2 separate regions of the Macaca mulatta genome follow, and region 1 is linked to region 2. The links are chromatin contacts, called in public Hi-C maps. All regions are on one chromosome and are shown on one strand. The core of a region is the stretch at or near the end of the contact, and the rest is flanking DNA. Distances in the headings are between cores, read along the strand shown.

Region 1 (6,080 bases), core at 249-2,748, 160 kb before region 2:
GCCAGGCGCAGGCGCGCTACGGCGCGGGAGGGGGAGGAGCCTTACTCGCGGATGCGCCCCGCCCCGCGAACAAATATTTGACATTCCGGGCTTATCGGGAGGCGGGTCCGAAGAGCAACGTTCTCCCTTCCCCCCGCGCCTGATTTGCTTACCGTTTCCGGGGGAAGAGACACATGGGCCAGTGCCCGGGTGGGCGGTCCGGAGATGGGCAGCCGCGCACCAAGGCCCGCCTCCACCTGTAAGGAAAGTAAAGTGCTAGTGGCTCGAACCCGCCGGGCGAAGGATGCACTTTCCTTTCTCTCCCTGTCGCCGTGTCCGGGCGGGAGTCATTTCCGTCCCGGGCGCCTGTTTCTTTAGCTGCCAAGTGGAGCTACGCCGAGCTCTCTAGCCCCGGGCCTCGCCCCTTCCCCGGGCATGAGCGCCAGGGTGCTCCGCTCTCTCCATTGTCCGGGGGCGGGGACGCAGCACCCTCCTTGTCCGAAAGCGCGTGGCGTGGCTCCTGTCTCAGTCTCGAGTCGGGCTAGGCAACCGCGTGACTCAGTTCCCGCCAGGCTGGAGCCCCCTCCTTCCTGCTGGATTATTCAGTTTCTCAGTCACTTATTGAGTTTCTCAGTCACCTCCCTGGGAGAGTTTGGGAAAGTAAGGAACGGCAGGGAAATGCACCATAAAGGAGTCTCACCAAGCTCCACTGGGCGAAGGGGGCACTGGGAGCCCCCAACGCGGGACTGTCAATGGGGTTGTAGGTGCGGGATGGAAAAGGGAGGATCCGCAGCCCGCACGCGCGCACACACGCTCAACGCTAGCTCCCCCATCCGCCAGAGCGCTCGCAATCTCCAGGCAGCTTCTCCATCGTCGAGAAAGGGACGAAAGCAGGCAGGCCCCCACACGTGGGAGTTCCGAGGCTCCAGGCCCCTTCTACCCCTCTCAGCCTTGTCTAGGGTGCAGCTCTCTGGGGTTGGGGGGGTTCCTTTCCCCAGCATTGAGGCCTGCTCACTTCCAACCCACAACGACTTCTCAGTGCCAGGCTACCGCTCGGCCCTAGCGTCTGCATGGACAAACCCTTACCTGTGATCCCTGGTGACCACCCCACAGCTCTAACAACCCTGATGTTCCCGCCGCCCTCCCCTTTCCCAGCTGACTTCTGGTGATCCCCCCACAGGGTGATACCCGGCAACTCTCGCCGCCCCCTTGACCCTTTGACTTCCATCAACCCCAGACCTGCCGTGGTGACCCCCACAGCCCCTAGACTGCCTCCTGGCGCCTTCCATAGGTCCTGTGTGACTCTCTCGGAGTAGAGAAGGCCTCTTGCATGGTCCTTTGCAGAGGCCTGACGGCCCCTGGGGAAGAGTGGGGGGAGAGCGAAGAACGGGTTAGCCCCAAGAATCAGGCAGGACCAGCCCTAGAAGCAGGAATCCGGATCCTGAGCGTATACCCACACCGGGATTATGAGTTCTTGCGTCCTGGGCTGGGTTGTGGCGGCCCTCCCCCAAGGTTCCCGGGGCCGCCCCGGTCACGTGGCCGGCGGGGCAGGCAGGTAACTAGCCTGGAGAGGGCGTGGGCCGGTAGCCGCCCCGCCCCGCGGGGCGCCACGGGCGGGTCTCGGCAGCGCCCACTGAGCCAGCCGGGCCGCAGGTGCCGCCCCCGACACACGGTGTCCCGCCCAAGCTGATCCGCGTCTGCCGTCGGTCGGTGCCTGCGTGCGCCTCGTCGGTCCGCGTGTGTCTGGCCGAGCGCCGCCTTCCTCTGCGGCCATGACTCCGCCGCCGCCCCCGCCCCCAGGCCCTGACCCCGGGGCTGACCCCGCCGCAGACCCCTGCCCCTGTCCCGGATCACTGGTCGTCCTGTTCGGGGCTACGGCGGGTGCGCTGGGACGAGACCTGGGCTCGGATGAGACCGACTTAATCCTCCTAGTCTGGCAAGTGGTTGAGCCGCGGAGCCGCCAGGTAGGGTGGAAAGGAGGCGGTGAGGTCCCCAGGGAGCTTCCGGGGTCGAGGGGCGCGGCTGATCGGTTTCCCCCGCCGCTCACAGGTGGGGACGCTGCACAAATCTCTGGTTCGCGCCGAGGCGGCCGCACTGAGTACGCAATGCCGCGAGGCTAGCGGCCTGAGCGCCGACAGCCTGGCGCGGGCAGAGCCGCTGGACAAGGTGCTGCAGCAGGTGAGCGCTGGGGTGGGTGGCGGCACGGCCTGGCCGTGAGGACATTTCTGGGCGGGAGAGGCTGCCGGAGGCTAGACCTGGCGTGCCGCAACCAACCGGACCGGGCGGCAGGACGGGGTCTTGTTTGAAACTTTGAGCGACTCTCGCGTGTGCGTGTCCCTTTCATCCGCGCGTGCCGGCCATTCCCCTGGGCGCCTTACTTTTCAACCATTGCAGGAACCTACTCCTACCGAAGGGATCGGGACGCAGGCTTTGGGATCCATCCCCAGTTCCCGCCCGGGGAGCGAGGCCGAGACGCCTTTGGGAGACCTGCTGGGTCAGGTCTCCCTGAGCCGCAGTCGGAAGCGAAAAGGGTCGAGGGGCCCATATAGGTCGCCAGTCCTTGCCGCCCGCGTCTTCGGCCCGCTTGGGAGCCGCTGGAGTGGAGGCGTAGGGCGGTGTCGGCCCTAGAGGTAGACGCCGCCAGGTGTAAACTGCTCGTCTAGGCCTGTCCCGGCCGGCTGGCCAGGCGTGGGCGCTGTCCCGGCCTGGCCTGGGGGACTATCTGCCTGCTGAGTGCAAAGGCCTGGGGTGCTTCCTGCCCTAGCTGAAGTGGGAGGTGGTTTCCATTGCTGTTTTCTTTTCCTTATCTTCACTACGTCGCTCACTCTGTGTCTGACTCTTGAGTGTAATAGTCTAAGTCCTTTATACGCACACATTCTTTCATCTTCCAACAACTCTTGTGGTTCCTGATGAGGAGGCACCACGATGATGATTCTTTGTTTCAGAAGGGCTTTGGGCCCTTCACTTGGGGAGTTTGCTGGAGGAGAGCTGGGTTGCCTTGCTCTGTCAGTCTCAGGTTGTAAAGTTTCACAGAATTGGCAGGGAGGGTCCGTGGGTCAGTGATTAGTGCTTATACTTCTCCAGCCAGCATGGAGGCTGGGGGAGGGCTGGGCAGCCTCAGGAGTGCCACCCCCTCTATGAGCAAACAGCTCAGTGCCAGCCGGTCGATAGGGTGTGGGTCAAAGCTCATGCTGCCCCTGATGTCCAAGTGTGGAGCTCTGTCCTTGGAGTTTCTCTGCCCCTAGGTTGGTCAGACCTGGAGGCGGGGCTGCCATTGACCATGAGCCTTCTGGGCCTCAGGCAGGACTGGGCCTCCCCCACCTGTCTGAGGGTGGTGCCTGGTCAGAGACAGGTTTAACCTGCTTTGCTCCGCCTCTTCCCACCTGCTTGTCCCACTCCAGGTGTTTGCTCTGGCCCCACTCCAAACTCCTGGAGTGTGTGTGTTGAGGGCTTGGGTTATGTGTGATTGCCCTCATTTGGCCTGGAGGAGGTGACAGTGGACTGGAACAAGGTTGGGGGGTGAGGGGAAGGGACATAGGGCTAGGCTCAACAGGTGTGGCCTCTTCTTCCCAGGCAGGATAGGGTTGAACATCTGGCTGAACCAGCTTTGCAGCCTGCCTCCTTCCTCCTCCTACCCTCACTTCCTGCCTGCCCAGCTGTGAATCTGTGTGTTTCTCTCTCCCCACTCCCTATCCCCAGTTCTCACAGCTGGTGAATGGGGATGTGGCTCTGCTGGGCGGGGGCCCCTACATGCTCTGCACTGATGGGCAGCAGCTATTGCGACAGGTCCTGCACCCTGAGGCCTCCAGGAAGGTATGCCCCTGAAGGAAAACCGGGCGGGGGGGCAGGGTCAGTAAGGGTCCCAGGACCCCTGTTGTCCTGAGGGTGGGCAGGGCACTCATCCCCAATCCTATGTGCCCCCAGAACCTGGTGCTCCCCGACACATTCTTCTCCTTCTATGACCTCCGAAGAGAGTTCCATATGCAACATCCAAGTACCTGCCCTGCCAGGGACCTCACTGTGGCCACCATGGCACAGGGTATCTGTGACCCAGAAGGGTTAGGGTGGACAAGTCACTGTGGGTACATGTATCTGAGTATGCGCATGCTGGTGGGTGGGTAATATGGACACATGCAAGTCTGCATCATCTGCTAAGTCCCTGAGTGTACCTGTGTCTGTGTGTCTGTGCTAGGATGAGTTTGGAATGTGGGTATGTGTCTATGTCTGGACTGGGGATCTGTAAGTGCACACATGAACTGGGCCAAAACAGATGTATATGCTGGTCTCCAGCATGTGTCTATGGAGGGGAGTTGGGCCCAGGGGTAAACAGGATTCGTGCTTATGCTGTCTTCACTGTCACTTCTCTACCCATAGATTTAGGACTGGAGACAGATGCCACAGAGGATGACTTTGGGGTCTGGGAAGTGAAGACAATGGTAGCTGTTATCCTCGATCTACTCAAAGAGTCCAGCAGTAAGTTTTCCCTCACTGCCTGTCACCTGTTCTCAGGGATGACGAATGCCGGCCTATTACTCCTCCCCACTGTGACCTTCTCTAAGAGACCACAGGGGAAGCCTCTTTGTCATTTCTTCTTTTTCTTTGTTACAGAGCCTTGCTCTGTAGCCTAGGCTAGAGTGCAGTGGTGCAAACTCAGCTCACTGCAACCTCCACTTTCCGGGTTCAAGTTATTCTCCTGCCTCAGCCTCCAGAGTAGCTGGGATTACAGGCGCTCGCCACCACGCCTGGCTAATTTTTGTATTTTTAGTCGAGACTGGGTTTCACCATGTTGGCCAGGCTGGTCTCGAACTCCTGACCGCAAATGATCCACCCACCTTGACCTCCCAAAGTGCTGGGATTATAGGCCTAAGCCACTGCGCTCAGCCTGTCATTTCTTCATCTCCCTCAACTGTCCTCTTTTTGCAGAACTTGGTGGGGAGACCCCTCTCCAGCAGACCCTGCTGACCCCCACACCATCTTTTCTCAGGTCAATTGTTTTCGAAGCCTGAGGTGATAAAGCAGAAATATGAGACGGGGCCTTGGTGAGTGTGGGAGCAGGGGCTAGGGGGTGACAACAGCTGGATAGCTCTGACAGCACTGTTCCCTGCCCCTACAGCAGCAAGGCAGATGTGGTGGACAGTGAGACTGTGGTACGGGCTCGTGGGTTGCCCTGGCAGTCATCAGACCAGGACGTGGCTCGCTTCTTCAAAGGGCTCAACGTGGCCAGGTGGGTGTGGTGGGGTGGGTGGGCCCAACTGGACAGGCCTACCCAGGAGGCACTAACAGCACTGGCTCCACAGGGGTGGTGTAGCGCTCTGCCTCAACGCCCAGGGCCGCAGAAATGGTGAGGCCCTCATCCGCTTTGTGGACAGCGAGCAGCGGGACCTAGCGCTGCAGAGACACAAGCATCACATGGGCGTCCGCTATATTGAGGTGGGGCTTTGGGCTGGGAGCGGAGCAGGGCCAATCTGAGCCAGGCCTGAGACCCACGGGCTGCTGCTCTCTGTACCCACAGGTGTATAAGGCGACAGGGGAGGAGTTTGTAAAGATCGCAGGGGGTGAGTATACCCCAAACAGGGCCTGGCTCCCCTGGTCCTTGATCCATATCTCACTTCCCCACCACCCCCTTGCCTGCCTGCTCCCCTGCATGGGTGAGTGTCTGAAGGGGCACGAGTGAAGTCAGCAGGTGACTCCCATGTCCCCCACACAGGCACATCACTAGAGGTGGCTCGTTTCTTGTCACGGGAAGACCAAGTGATCTTGCGGCTGCGAGGACTGCCCTTCTCGGCTGGGCCAATGGACGTGCTAGGCTTCCTGGGGCCAGAGTGCCCAGTGACTGGGGGTGCCGAGGGGCTGCTCTTTGTGCGCCACCCTGACGGCCGGCCGACTGGTGACGCCTTCGCCCTCTTTGCTTGTGAGGAGCTGGCACAGGCTGCACTGCGCAGGCACAAGGGCATGCTGGGTAAGCGATACATTGAACTCTTCCGGAGCACTGCAGCCGAGGTGCAGCAGGTGAGCACCCAGGGCTTTCCACCCCTAGAAGTACTGTTACTCTAGGGTGGCCCTCTGTGCCCCCATCCTACTTGGCATCACCAGTCTGTTGC
Region 2 (6,835 bases), core at 1,795-4,294:
TGAGCTGAAATCACGCCACTGCACTCCAGCCTGGGCGACAGGGCGAGACCCTGCCTCAAAAAAGAAAAAAAAAAAAAAACATATATATATATATATATAAAAAATATATGTAAAAGAACTGTGCTAGGCACTGATAATATAACTGAAAAAGATACAGACACTATATCTGACCTCAAGGAACTTCCATTCCAGTGAGGAAGAGAATCCAAAAATGAGTTCAGCAAACACACTGATACAACCCAGCAAGGATCTGAATTCTACCAACAATTTTATTCTTATTTTCCACATTATTGCATATATTATCCTAAAATCATTTCAGTGAATCCACTTTGTTCCTTCAAACTACATACTCATAATTATGCTTAGTAAAATGAAAACTTATTCTGTGAACAAATAATTCTGAAAACTTAGCTGTGAATATATAACACATCCTCAACAGAATTTCAAAATTAATTGCTATGTGTTCATAGCAGCACTATTCACAATAGCCAAAAGGTAGAAAAAGCCCAAATGTCCATCAATTGGTGAACAAATTGTGTTCCTTTATACACACACACACACACACACACACACACACACGATGGAATATTATTCAGCCACAGAAAGGAATGAGGTAGTCAGACACAAAAGGTCACATATTATATTACCCTATTTACATAAAATATCCAGAAGAGGTACCATAGAGACAGATCCCAGACTGGTGGCTGCTAGGGATTGGGAGGAGGGAAGGGAAAATATGGGGCAACTGTTTAATGGATACTGAGTTTTCTTTTGGATGAATAAAATGTTTTAGAAGTAGACAGAAGCAGTAGCTGCACAACACTGAATGTAGTAAATTGTTCACTTTAAGAAGGTTTGTTTTTTCATACGTATTTTGCCTTAATATTAAAAAAAAACTTTTAAAAAATTACCGCTCAAAATATTTTAAAGTGGACTTTTTGTCACAAATAAAACTGCGGATGTTTACCTTTGGAAATTTCAGTTATAAATCAAGCTACAGATAACTCCTTTTAGACCTATTTTAATAGCAAAATGGCTTTTGTGTATGACAAAGATCATTAAAATTTTTTTCATAGCTTTGAAATGTTATTCAATATTTTGGTTGTATATACAATTCCTACTTATGTAGTCACTCAATTCCTTTATTATTCATATGTTTGGTTAACACCCTTATTGATCATATATTTGTATATAATGTGCTCTAATCAAGTTTGTGCCCAATAAAAGTTTGCTGACATCATCAACTGTTTCTCTCTTTTACAACAAAAATACTCAAGCTGTTTTTCTTTCAAGTCCCGATAATCTAGGTACAATTCAATGCTACACTCTTCACAAATGCCACTTTTTTTGTTTCTTCCTCTACTACAAAATGCATCACCATTCACAGATTTCCTAGTAGCACAGTTATTACTTGGACTATGTGTCTCCTCCAACTACTTCCCAAACTCCTTAAGGAGCCTCAGTCCTCTGCATCATCATCATCATAACACAACAAGGTCCGTAAGAGTGGTTCAACGTAATAGGTGCTCAAATTATGTGAATGGAATTGAAAATAAACGCAGCCAACACATAACTATTATAAATTATGTACTACAGTGAAAAAGACATCTAGCATATTAAGACTAAAAGGACCAATAAAATAAGTACCGCCTAGAGAATCCTCATGCCTCACGTTCAGGTATGTTTTGCAATGCAACTCTACAGAACAGTCTATTGAACATCAACATGAACATTAAGAAATTCACCTCACACCAGGCAAGAAAAAATATCTTACCCATTTCCTTTGCGAAGTTCGTATGCATATGTAACAGGGAAACTGAACTTAATGAACCACAGTATTCCAAACCAGGTCACAAAAGACCTCTAAGTCCCCAGTCATCCTGTTTCTATTTCCTGATTGGTCTGACCTGCAAGCATTATGGTGCCCAGCTTGCCCAATTCAAGATTTCCTTTAAAATATCTTCCAAGGAGAGGTTTTTCTTTAAATAAAAATCGACTTCTAGAACTTTCCAGGAAAATTATGAAAAAAGCAACCCGCGATTAAAAAAAAAAAAAAAATCTTCCGGAACATTTTATTCAAGTAAGGAAATCGAGTCTCCAGAAAAGTCCCGTTACAGTTACACTTCGAATTAACTGTGGGTCATAAACTTGCAAGAGTGGACGTTAACTCGAAAGCATTACTCTCCTAGCAAAGTAGATTTAAAGAAACATGTGCGTGATTTTTAGAGGGGTCCTACCGTTGAAAAACAAGCATCTTTCAAACGCACATTTCAAGAAACGACCTAGAATAGATGAAAAACCCAGTGCGCTAACAATTCACAGGGACAACATTTTCCTTGCAACACATTGGCAAAGCAGCAACAACCAGACGCCACTTGGGCAGCAGCCCGGACCCTGGGCCTCCAAACCCCGATCGTCCCGGAGTCGAGTTCCCCACTAGTTTGCTTCCAGCCAAGCCCGCCACCACTTCCACGTTGCAGCGACCCACACGCCTCCTCAGCGATTTAAATCCGTTTTTAACTCACCACACACACGCGCGCGCGCACACACACACACACAAGGGGTTATCGGTCTCCGGTCATCCAAGGGAACAGGGAGGGAGCGAGAGATCCTGCGAGCGAGAAGCGGGGTCGCTCCACGGTCCCGCCTGGCCCGGCACCCACCTGCAGGCCGCGAGCCCGGGGGCGGCGGCGCCGGCGCCCCGTCCTCGCCAAAGACGAGTTTGAAGTCGAGCTCGTCGTGGGCACCACAGTTTGCAGTAGTCATCGGCGTGGCCCAGGGTGCTGCGGCTCTTCCTCAGGCGGCGGCGGCGGCGGCGGCGGCGGCGGCGGCGGCAAGCGGCGGCAAGCGGCGGCAAGCGGCGGCAGCAGCTCCTTAACGCCGCTTCATGCCGGGCCGCGCGGGCCAAGAGGTCGCAACTCCACAGCAAACTTTCCGGGCGGGGCCCGGGACGCCGAGCGTTCCGTTCCGAGCTAGAAAGCTGGCCGCGCGCCGAGCAGCACCAGGAGCCGCAGCCGCCCGCCACCGGTGCCTAAGCCTCCACTGTCGCCTTAGCCAATATTCCCCGCCCCCCAACAGTCGCCGCCACCGCCGCCGCGGGCGCGCTCTCGCGCCGTGCCGCGCGCCCGGCCCCGCCCCCTACGCGTGCCCGTCCGACCTGGCTGCCCATTGGCTACTAGCGCGGCGAACTGGCGCCGGGCCCCGCCCCCTCACAGGCCTATCGCGTAACTCGGTCTCCGCGAGAAGGAAGTCACGTGAACACCCAGCCCCGAAGAGCCCAGTTATTTCTCGGGAGTTGTAGTTGGTCTGCGTTCCCTCGGCGATTCCTTCTAAATTAGACGAGAGAAGGCCGATAGCCTCTGTAATTGGATAGGGGACCACCACTGGCCAGTGGAGAAGACCTTTTTCCTCATTGGGCGGAGCTCATGTTCAAGAAGGGGTGCCGAAGCACTGAGGTTCTGGGTTCGGTGATGTGGGTGCGCATCGTGTTACTCCTGATGGCTGGCTTTAGGGAAGGCATTAGGGCCCCGCAGGGTTACCTGGACGCCGCCCACATCCTCATCCCCCCACCTCAACTTTAATGGCTGAGTCTCCAGAGGGCGGGGACCGGACCTAGTGTCCAGCTAGGTTGGGGCGAAACCGAAGGAGGCAGGTTGCGCGACAAGTCCGGACTCTGAGCTCGCGGTCGCCGCAGGCCCACCCTCTGCGGGGCGGAGCCTGCGCTCCGGTGGCTGCGCCTTTGTCCCTACTAGCGGGCCCCCGCAGCTGCTCCCTAGACAGCGTGCGCGTTTGAGGCCTCGGCGAAGCCCAATGGGCAGGGCCTGTCCCTTGCTGGAAGTTGAGTAGATTGAGCGGGAGAGCCAGTTGTGAGCTCTGTGTCCTGGTGCATATCCATGAAAGCGGGAGGGATGAAGCCGCCCAAATTGGGTGTCTGGCAGTGGAAAGGAAGTGACACTGCCTAAAGAACCGTTTTCGTGATCTGCCCCTCTCGAGCAAGCTAGCCTTCCCGAGATGGCCCAAGACGCCTCCTCCTGGGGTCTGGGATGAAGACCGTCCTTGGGGACTGGGAGCCTGACTTGTTTACCTAGGGCTCCGCTGAGGCGCAAGGTGGACGGGGAGGTGAGAGAAGTGGGGTGACCGCTTCCCCCAGCTCCGTGCCCCGGGCACAAGGCCCACAGGGTATAGCATCCCTAGATGCGCGTTGCTGGAGGAACCCAGGGCTGTGTCTGAGGCTTGGGTACAGGTGCGTCCAAGAAATGCTGCCCTCTCAGAGGATACAATAGGTTGTTAAAAAAAAAAAAAAAAAAAAAGAGAGAGAGAGAAAAAAAAAAGAAATGCCGCTCTCACAAGGCCTACAGCACATTCCACACCGCCCACAAAAGCCAGTGGGAAGAGAGGGTAAAGGGAAGCTCCTTGCAGAGATCTCAATCTCTGGACAGACACTTGAGCTACCAGGGAGCCCTAGAGGGAGCCAAACTAGACGTTGGGTCAGGAAGACAGGGAATGTCCAGAGCATCCAAGACGTTCATCTTGTATTGGTTCATTTCTGCCCAGTGTTCTGTACCGGTACCTGTGCTGTTCCTGGGGATTCAGAGATAAATTAAGTCTCCCTTCAGGGGTAGGGGAGAGGGGACCAGCAAATCTATAACTACTATGCAAAGAAATGATGGTTGTGCCAGGAGCTCAGAGACAGTTCATAAGCCCGCTGGCTGCAGGGCCTTGACAGGGGTTAGTAGGAACTGGAGTGACAGGCAAGAAGTGAGCAAGTTTCATTCCAGGCAGAGAACAGATTTCCAAAGACTTGATGACCAGAAAGTACCTGCAGTGGGCAGAAGCCAAAGGTGGGGCTGGATGAGTGGGCAGAATGCTGCAGGCCACTGCAAAGTGTCTGGACTTTATCCTGACGGCAGTAGGGAGCAGTGGAAGGACTTAGAGCAGGGGATTTACATGGTCAGCATTCTGGATGGATCACTGGATTCAACTGGGACAGGGGTGAATGAAGTTAGAGGAAGAAGGTAACAGTGGTCAAGGAGAGGGAACAACTGGCATCAGATGGGTGGAATATCCTTCCTGGTAACCTGTCCTGCCTGCAAATCTCCAACCTTGAGGGCCTCAGTGTGGAACTTGGGGCCCAAATGCCACATCAGCTCTGGAGCCCTCTGCCTCAGGCAGGCTGCTGGTCCACCTATTTGTACCACATATACCAGGATCCTGATACAGTATAAGGTCCCAGAGGCTTGGCCAGCTCATCTGAAGTCCTTTCAGACATGACTTCACCTAAACCATGGGATCAGCCATAGTCAGACCAGATGGCAGGCAGGAGGGAGACCTTGGGCTGGTCAGCCCCTCCACTGGGAAGGGACCACAGAGAAGCTGTAGATGGCTTGAAAAATTCAACCACACATCAAATGCTCAGCTATGCATCTATGTTCCCAGCCACTGAGCACCTGGAGAACACTTAGAACAGGTTACATTGTAGGGAGGGTTTCTGATCTGGGGTAAACTGAGAAGCTACCAAGGAATGGTGAGGGCTGGGACATGGATGGGCACCAACTGCAGGAAGGGAGTCACCATGTGTGTAAGAAAGTCAGCAATGGCTGGGAACTCTGCAGCCTGTGAAGGGGCCTGACCACACACACCTATATGTACATACTCTTTCAGCCTTTGCCCCAGCTAGGGCCAGGACGTCCCCCCATGAGCTCTTCCTCAGGCAGTTCCCAAGCTCCTGCAGGTCATCTGGGCCCAGCTCCAGCCCTCTGGGAGCCCTGTGAGACCAGGAGGCCCACAGGACCAGCGCAGCAGGTGGAACCCCAGGGTGGACAAGGGCTATGTGGGTCACTGTACAACCACTCTCTCCTGTATGAATGCCACCCAAGACTGGGAATTAGGGAAAGCCATCTTTATCATCAGCTGTTACAGGACTGGCCCTAAGCACCCATTGTTGAAGTTCTTCAGTGCCCTCTGAGCCATGGGATGACACAGTTTAGCCTACCCCAGTCCCTTATTCCCCATTAGGCAAAACAGGAGCCTCTGAGGAAATTCAGAGTTTAGAAAAGTTCTTCCTCTCCATGCCAAACATCCCCCTTTGTCCCAAGCTCTTGTTTGATTCTTCTGTGCCTGCTCCCCAGACCCATGCCAAGGTAGCCACAGGGGACACAAGGACTGCCCTTGAGCAGCTCCCAATCTGGGAGGAGAGGATAAGACCAGCCAACTACAACCTCAGAAAGCTAGTTGCTGAAGTCAGCACAGGGTGCTGAGAAGACAGGGTCAGCACTTTGTCCTCAAATGCCAGGCTGAGGAGTTTGGACTTGGTCCAGAGAGCAGACTTAAGAGACCCATGGAAGAGTTCTGAGCAGAGTAACACCTGGAAGGACCCAAGTGTCTGGAACTGCAGGTAGAAGAGATTCTTTGCACACAGCCCAGTCTTCCTGCTGTGGCCTTTGAGAGACCTGCCACCCTCTCCAGCCTTACTCATCCCTTCCTCTCATGCTCATACCAAAACCATTTGTCCCCCAAATGTGATGAGCTAAGAGGAAATCCTCAATCAGGCTGGCTGGAATGGATGGATGTTGTGCTGTGGCTACTAGCCCAGGGAGAGGTTTGGGAATCTAAGTGGCCTAGTTTAAGGTGGAAATGGTGAGAACAATGGGCAGAGCTTTCAGGCCTAACTGCGCCCCCTCCACCCCCCGTCAGTCCCATCCTTGGGCAGGTCACTTTGAGATCAGGAAAGGCAACACTGAGGTGTGCTAAAGTGAGATCATTTGAGGACCAACATATTCAACCAGGATCTCTGCCACATCCTCAGTCACAGAATATATACTAGACCCGCCCCACC

What was found. A called contact is a pair of places that touch in the nucleus more often than the background predicts.
Region 1: a Hi-C map of liver shows a contact between it and region 2, with 2.2 times the contacts expected there. The contact joins the promoter of ESRP2 here to the promoter of NFATC3 in region 2. A contact is called at or near these places in 3 of 14 Hi-C or Micro-C datasets (cortical neurons, fetal cortex germinal zone and liver).

The regions. Positions count from the first base shown.
Region 1 is chr20:63,816,575-63,822,654 of T2T-MMU8v2.0, reverse strand. ESRP2 (epithelial splicing regulatory protein 2) reads left to right here and starts at 1,498. Exons shown (of 15, transcript XR_013411030.1): 1 at 1,498-1,943; 2 at 2,029-2,157; 3 at 3,679-3,792; 4 at 3,904-4,018; 5 at 4,354-4,452; 6 at 4,964-5,018; 7 at 5,096-5,203; 8 at 5,277-5,409; 9 at 5,492-5,534; 10 at 5,687-5,988.
Region 2 is chr20:63,655,478-63,662,312 of T2T-MMU8v2.0, reverse strand. It overlaps NFATC3 (nuclear factor of activated T cells 3), which reads right to left and starts at 3,044. Exons shown (of 11, transcript XM_077984312.1): 1 at 2,664-3,044. The coding sequence starts at 2,766.